Linked DNA regions of Mus musculus: region 2 is linked to region 1. A link is a contact called in public Hi-C data. All regions are on one chromosome and are shown on one strand. Each heading gives the region's core, a stretch centred on a gene start, on an enhancer-like site or on the middle of the called end of the contact. The rest is flanking DNA. Distances are from core to core; before and after follow the strand shown. Region 1 overlaps Gpc3 (glypican 3). Region 2 overlaps Gpc3 (glypican 3).

Evidence for each region. Hi-C and Micro-C count contacts between places; a contact is called where the count stands out from the background.
Region 2: a Hi-C map of neural progenitor cells shows a contact between it and region 1, with 2.3 times the contacts expected there. The contact joins two enhancer-like sites. A contact is called at or near these places in 1 of 39 promoter capture datasets (stem cell-derived epiblast-like cells), 9 of 484 Hi-C or Micro-C datasets (cerebellum, embryonic fibroblasts, embryonic stem cells and 4 more), 2 of 115 datasets of contacts at active chromatin or transcription factors (both in embryonic stem cells) and 1 of 9 other capture datasets (embryonic stem cells).

What each region holds. Positions count from the first base shown.
Region 1 is chrX:52,286,598-52,290,548 of GRCm38.p6, forward strand. All of the region lies in intron 7 of Gpc3 (glypican 3), which reads right to left. Among named protein-coding and RNA genes, the nearest start is that of Mir6384, 90 kb to the right of the region's middle. Within about 2 kb of position 1,559, at least 6 of the 459 cell types and tissues checked have an H3K27ac peak or open chromatin away from gene starts, as enhancers often do. A contact at or near this core is called in neural progenitor cells, where this site is marked.
Region 2 is chrX:52,367,895-52,371,976 of GRCm38.p6, forward strand. The region is part of intron 5 of Gpc3 (glypican 3); the gene reads right to left. Among named protein-coding and RNA genes, the nearest start is that of Mir6384, 8.2 kb to the right of the region's middle. Within about 2 kb of position 2,182, at least 20 of the 459 cell types and tissues checked have an H3K27ac peak or open chromatin away from gene starts, as enhancers often do. A contact at or near this core is called in neural progenitor cells, where this site is marked.

The DNA.
Region 1 (3,951 bases), core at 309-2,808:
TCTAGTCACTATAATTTCCTCACAAATGCAAGAAGTATTAACAGAGGGCTATAGAGACAGATTACAGTTTAGGTCACCCAATGGAGAAATCTGAAGCCCCCTTTTGACTAACAACAAGGTAAGTAATCCAAGTTTTTTCCCTTATTATTAAGACTAACACCAAGTTTAAGAGGCCCCCTTTTCTACTTTAGCTTTTTTTTTGGGGGGGGGGTTATCTTTTTCCTGCCCCAGGCAGGCAGGCAGGCAGGCAGGCAGGCAGGCAGCAAGAAGGTTCAGAGCCCTCACAACAGACAGGTGGAATTCTTCACCTACCAATCTTTCTCTGCCGTCTTTACCGTCCTGCTTTTTCTCCTTGTCCGCACAGTTTCTCTCCCTAAACCCATTTCCAACTCAGAGCACTTCTGTTTCTCAGGGAGAACAGTGATGCGAATACATAGAGTGCAGATGAACTACATTCCTGTTACCATTGCCTGAGTCCATATAAACATGTGCTTACATGTGTGATCATTAACCATGTCTTCAAATGGATAAATAGGGTAGCAGCCATAGATGAACAGAAGGGTGTATTTTAAGTCTATTAAATTAATTCACTAAACATTTCTTGAGAGGTAGGAACACTTAGTAATGTACTAGGAACCAGACAGACAGGCCTTGAGGACACTAGATAACTCATAGAGTCTATTCTCAAGAGCTCTCTATGTACCAGGAGTCAGAAATGCATACAGTTGATTCCCCCCCCCCACACCGCTTATGTAGCCCAGGCTGCCCTTGAGCAGGTGTGAGATGAGGCGGCAGTGAGCAGGCATGATTTTCATTTGCTGGGCATGGTGCCAAGTGCTATGGCAGAAGAAAACTCAAGTCTTGGCCTCCTGGAATTCTCTCTTATGAGGCAGATGATTTGAGTCCCAAAAATAACTTGTCCTCTGAGTTAGAATGTGTTAAGTGCCACAAGAGAGGCACGAGCAAAGAGCCCGGGGAATCTGAGTGGGAGCAGAGCATGCAGAGGGTCTAAGAAGAAACCCTGGGGAGACTAGCCAATTCCCTTACCGCTCTGCTTGTAAGAATTCATCTCACTTCTCAAGTAACAATGGCACAGGGTATGGAAATATTGGTAAACCTTAACAAGCATACAGTTCATTTTTTGGCCCTAGTGCTTTGAAAGAGTGTCTCTGGATATATGCCCCAGGCTGTACTGATCCTCCTGCCTCAACTTCCCCAGCGTTGGGATTAACAAATGTTCACCACCATACCCAGCAAGATGTTACTTATATGGTCTAACTGAATATTTCTTGTGAAATATTTTTGTCCCCAAGGCCATTCATATATTCACATGTTTCTCTCCCCTCTTTTACATCCACCCCCTTTTTTCCTAGTTTCCTCTGTTTTTATACTTTATTGGCTAATAAAGCATTCCGACAAAGCTCTCGTGCTTTGGTCTTCATCACTGCATGACTAAAAACAAAGCTAAGTCAACAACCTTGGGCTGGATGTGCAGAAGGCCTGGGTTGCCAGGGTGCCTTGGCATCCAAGGCTTCTGCTATCGCTGCACTTGGGACTACTTCCAAGGTCTGTTTGGCTTGCTGGTGTCTGGTGTTTGGTATATCCGGCTACAAGCACAGTAGGGTACAGCTCTTCTTCAGATGAAACCTTAAACCCTTTCAAACACTCGGCCACTGTCCTACTTTCTTCACTTGTGAGGCTCTGAAGATTACCCTCTGTACATTTGGCCAGCACACACAATGACGGTTAGTTGAGAGTTTTTTTTTTTTTACCATTTTTGTCTATCTGTTTCCTTGCACATTTTATAAAATGAAGATCAAATATGCTCCCATTATGAAAAAAATTCCAATCACTCTACATTATGAACATACATGAAAACATCACAATGTATCTCGTAAACATATGCATTATCTGTTAATTAAAGTTAAAATGAAAAGAAAGCCTTGGAAGGTTTTCTTTGCTTTTCCCAATTATTGAAAGGAACACAATTAAGGAGCCAGACAGAAATCATCAAAGGGGTCAGATGCAAGGAGCTGACAGAGTGACAAATGTTGCCTGTCTTGTAGACTCATTCCTGGTTAGAAAAAGACTGCTTAGATTGCTTTCTAAAGAGTTTCTGACTAAGGTTTCCTTGTGCTGGTTATAGTCCCCCCTCTTGATCACGTGTCTTAAAATACCACCTCACCTTAGCTGAGAAATGGTGCAGAGGTGATGGGCTGCTTTCAAGGACGAGTCCCCCCATCCCCTCCCCCTTAAAGAGAGACTATCAGCTTGAATTACTGAAATTAGCAAGGCTAATGCAATGTCACTATTCAAAACCTTGCCAATTTGGAATTTCTTAATGGCCTCAGGAGAGGGAGTCTTTATACATCCTACAATCTCTCTTCATTCTTACCTAAATTCCTTCTCCTGGATGTTGTGAATGGCCTGTTTTGTAGCCAACACAAACTTTGTCCTGGTAATATAATGTAAGGAACTCAGAATGAAAAGAGATTAGCTGTTCCTGGCTCCTGTTATTTTAAAGCAGAAATAACTTTGGCTTCTACTGATTGATAGACAAAGCTTGAAATGCAAAGCATGCTCAAGTCTAGATTCAGCATGAAAAGGACCTTAAAATACGCCCAAGTGCAAGTAATGGACTTATTCAAGGGAAGAAAAGAGGCACTTTTCACACTCCTAAGCTCTTTAGTGCTGTCATATCAGGAATCTTGCTTAAGAATTTCATCCTATTTACTTTGCATCTCCCTTTAAATATCCTCAGGACTCATAGGGCTTCCAATATTGAGGCTCTTAAGACATTAATTTCTTTATGTTAATTATGAGTGATAAAACTTGGAGCACTTGCAGTGATTTCAATAGGAATTAAAAACCAGCTCTGTAGTTTTCATTGAACCTTTGCTAACTTATCAGGGCAGATATGTTAGAAGCCAAGCTTCCAGTATCTTCTTTGGGCCATTTTTGGCACAGTGCCAGAACAATTGCATTTTTTCCACCCCCCCCTTGAGGACATTAGTTTATATTTGATGACAAAAGCATGAACTGTACCATTTGGGTGATTATGAAAATATTTATTAAATCAAAATGACATGGAAGGATTTCAAGTCACAGCACATGAAGCACACAGTTCTAAAACATGTGGATGCGTACACATAGAGGCTTTCTGTTTCAACTTTAAGAGGAATAAAAAGATGAAAACAGTGCCTTCAAAATGTTTGAGGAGCTTGGAATATTTATGTGGACTATAAAAGGCGAAGGAGTCACGAGTATTTTTCCAAGCAACATTAAAGTAAGGAGAAGGACTGGCCCCATTCTCCTTAGAGGTACTAAGTTCTCCTACTTAGTTTTGCCAAGATTAAGAATGGAAACCTGGGTGTGGTGCTGTATGTCTCTAACCCCAGTATGAAGTAAATGTACTTAAGAATATCAGGTCAAGGCCAGCCTCAGCTACACAAGGAATTTAAGGACAGCCTAGGCCTCATTCTGTACTGTATCCAAAATAAAGCAAAACAGCATTGCATTATCCTCGCATATATGAAGCCCTTGTTTCATTCCTAGGACCAAAAGAAAAAGGAACAAAAAAAAACTGAAGAATGAATTAGTAAATGTCCATGTCTCATTCTCCATTCTTTGATGTAGTTTTATTCTGGGACAGTAAGACTTAGGTAGAATTAGACATGGGCAGGTCTATGGTGATAAAATGCTAATCTGGTTGTATGGGGCTACTTAGAAATAGGATTTCACAGAACTACCTACCAGTAGGAATCTGAGAGAACAGAGACAATTAGAAAGACTGCATCTCACATGTCACCTACAACCTACATGACCACGGTCCTTCAAATCTGAGCTTCTGATTGCCAATCTGAACACTAATGGCAATAAGATATTTCATCACAGGATTATAGAGGGAGTGAATTGAGATACTATCTGTATCCCAGTTCGTGGACCAAAGAG
Region 2 (4,082 bases), core at 932-3,431, 82 kb after region 1:
TCTTCTGCCTCACATCTTTTCCTGTATCTTATCTCTCTATCCTTTCTTTCTACCTTAGCTTGGGAAAAAAAAAAAACACTGAACCAGATTTTAAAAGTAATGACTGTCATAATGGAATATGAAGCATACATTAAAAGAGCATAGTAGATCTGTATGCACTGATAGAGAAGAAAGGCCAAGATACATTAAAACAACAAAGACCTCACAAGTTGAGAATGTCCAGTGTGGGTCTATTTGTGATAAAAATGGGTTTGTACAGACATTATAATAGGCTTTTTCCACCTGTCTACAGCTTCCCCTTCTATAGAATCACTGGCTGGCACACAGCAATAGCAATAGACTGACAACATTAAGTGAAAAACTACAGAAATCATTAATTCATAAGTTTTAAATTGAGTTTTGTTTTAAGTATGATAAAACCTATACCATCCACTCATTCATGCCTAGGATATAAATTATTTCTGTGTTCAACAAGTCTAAGTTGTCAGATTGACTTCAGAGTGATGGAGAGATCATAAAACTTTTACTGTAATACACAGCTAGAATTGTTTTATGATATGATTATTAATCTGTTCATGTCTAATTTCTAAACTAAACTTTGTAATAGTTGTCTGTTCGTTTTCTTTTCAGTGCTGGGCCTCAGGCATATCAGGCAAGGGTTCTCCCACTGACCAACATTTCCTTTCTTTCCCTCATCCTATCAAAGATCAAAGTTAGGACCTTCTGCCTGCTAAGCATGAGGTCAAACCTATATTGCCAATCTTCTCCTCCTAATTGTGTTTCCAAACTGTGTTTGATTGAATCCTTGGACATAGAGAGATGACTATTCATGTGGGGTTCAGTACTATCATTCTTTTAAGGAACCAACCAGGGGTCCTAGGATCCATCTTTTACAAAAGGAGAACACCTGTACTCTCATGTGTTATAAAACTGCTCAAATATGTACAGAAAACAAGAAAGTAGTGGCAGCTGTTACTTTCAATAAGTGCTGGGCAAGACTTGCTTATGTATTTTACAACTTGATTTATCTTCTGTATTTTATACCATGGATTTTTGTTTCTCTGTGTGGTGCTGACAACTGAACCTAGGGCCTTGCTCATACTGGAGAAGTCCTTTGCTATTGTGTCACATCCTCAGTCCCTCCTGTGAGCTTTCTAAACCTATGTAACTATTAGATTTAAAAAAAAAATAAATGGAATTGCACATCACAGTTAACTTCAGTTTTTTTCAGCGTTTGTAACCATGATTGACAAAATTTGAATGTATTTATCATGTACACTGTGATGCTCAGATATGTGTATATCTAGTGAACGATTTCTAAAGCCAGTTTAATCTATCCATTACTTCACTCCATCATTTCTTTTGTTCAATAACTTAAAAAAAATTGACTGTGTTTACTTTAAGCACATGTGCCTCCCTGCAATAGCAAAGGGACACAGATGGTGTGTTCTCAGGGTATTTCATGGGACATGTGTACTCTGAGGGTCAAAGCCCAAAGGGAATCAGCTAGGGATGTCTCTGGAGTTTGCAGTTAATGAATTCATTCAGCATTTCACTTCCATGGGTCTCCGCAGTGCTGCTGATGCCTGCAGTTCATGATAGTCTTTGAATGAGGTTGAGCCATCATAGCCCCAATTCATCTGCCCCACTCAATTCTTAGGGGATGCCAGAGACAGGAACACTCATTAGCCTCGGGGGATTTTCATGGTGCGTTATCTGGTTAGCAATACTTTTCTGTGGCTTGATTAATTGTCCTCCTCCTTTCACAACTGCCTCTTCCCAGAAGTTTTAATATGCTTCTGGCAATAAAAGAATAGAAATGCCCACCTCCACCGAAACAGGGTGCTTTCTTGGCTGTATATATTTAGCATGATGTTAGAGGTGTTACCTTTAAGCACTTCGTGCAGTATCCCCCCCCCCTCCTGTTTGGATCTATTCAGCACAAAAATGACTGCCGTGATACTAAGAAAACCCTATTTGTGCACTGAAAAGGAGAATGTTTCTCCCTTTCAGGCAGATTGGTTAAGGCCTGGAGGGGAAGGGGGGGGGGGAGGAAACCTGTGTAAAAGCCTTAAAGAGAAAAGGAACCTAATTAAAACAGGACATCTGGGCATGCTTGTCCTGGGACAGTTGAAGCAAAGAGAGCACTTGTAAAAGAGGAATAGAGTCAAACAAGCGTAAAATGGGCGAGCTTTTCTTCCTAAATCTGCACTGGCTGAGGCAATCAGCAGATGCAAATGGAGAACGCTGGAGATGGAAGTGCCTTCACAGACCAGCGGGTCCAACCCCCTTGCCATGTACGTGAAGAAACAGACTCAGCAAGGGACTTTTCAAACCGCGAATACTACAAGTTTCATACTCAGAATAAAACTCTTTTCTTTAGAGGTCCCTCAAACATATCCCGTGCATTCCTAACCCTGCTGGTTCTGATTTAGGGCAAGGGGCTTGCTAGAGACTTCACTTTCCTTCTTGCCCTAGGCATTAGAATGGTGGTAAGGGTTTGTGAACAAATCTCAGAAGGACTGACTCCTGGCTAAAAGGATTTGATTTCACAAAAGTTTACATTCAATTGCTGCCTGATTGTGGCTGGGAGAAAAAAGAAAAAGAAAAAAGAAAAAGAGAAAGAAAAAATAAAAGAAAAAGAAAAAGCAAGCAAGGAAAAAAAAAAAAGCTATAGATCATGCATGCTCAGAGCACCATCTTATGGAGAAACTGTGGCATGACAATAAATGGTCTGTCATCCTTGAAAAATATTCTGGCTTACAAGCACTAGGGGAAAATGGTAAAATTTAAAGAGAACAAATAGCTTAAAAAAAAAAAAACCTAGAACACAGAGTAGCAAAAAGCAACTTATTAAGAGGCTTTAAGAAAAAACTGTTTTCTGTTGGAGATGCAGCCTTAATTGCATAAATACACAAAAATAAAAGTAAAGATGAAGTTAGCTGAGATTTTAAATGTGTTTAATAAAGAAAGTGACAATTTTTCCTAGTGATTTGTGGACATTTTTTTATTTATGTTTAGGTAATAGTTTTTACCCCTGGTTACCCTGGGACTTGCAGTATGTACATTAAGCTGGCCCTATACTGATTGCAAGCATTAAACCTAGATTTTGGTGGATATAGTCAAAGAGAAATATTTCATCACTTTCATTTTTTTCTAACTGCAACACAACAGTTATAAACAACGTCAGGGCAAATTTTCAATGCTAACAGCACACTCATCCACGATATTCCAAGAAATACCTGTGTTTTCACACAATTGCCTTTCAGAAATTACAGAGATTTTAGTAGCAAGAAAGAAAATGCTGTGGAAGGAATCAGAAGAATGCAAAGCCATTTACATCTCATTTTAGAAGACATTAACATGGTAGGAGAGTAAGTGAGTGTCAATTCATTTCTATCCTTGTTTTAAACCTCACTTGAGAAAGGGCTAAAAGATTACTCTTGGAATATCAATGACTTAAATCCAGAGATGCAGTGAATAGTTTCTAGCCGGTGAAGAAATTGATATTATCCATTAGAGTCTGTGGCTGGGAGAAGCAGTTGGCTCAGCAGAGAGGGGATGATAGAGACAGGGACAGCACCACCTGTACCTCAGTCTAGCCATCAAAGGATCCAGGACAGTGACAAGGAAACCTACCTCCCAAGTGCTAGGATTACAGGCAAGCACTATACATCCCTCCCCCTATATAACATGTTTACAAAAGGGCCAAGTCATGTGGTAGAAAGAAAATTGGGCTTATATTCAAAGATATAGATTCAAATATTGGTTTGAGCTGGGCTTGGGGATATAGGCCTGAAATCTTTGGTACTCTAAAGGCTGAGGCAGGAAGACTGTAGGTTCAAAGCCTGTCTGGAATTCCAGGTGAATTAAAGACCAGCCTGGGCAATTTAGGGACACCAGGTCTCAAAAATGATAAAAAAAAAAAAAAAGAGGGCTGGTAAGGCACTTGCCTAGCATGTATGGTTCAGTCCCCAAATAAAAATAAAACTGGCTCTCCTTCAAACAGGTAAGGAATAATGTCACTAGCATGTTGTGGGGGACTAGTTGATATGACAAATGCTATTGAGTTGAGATTATAT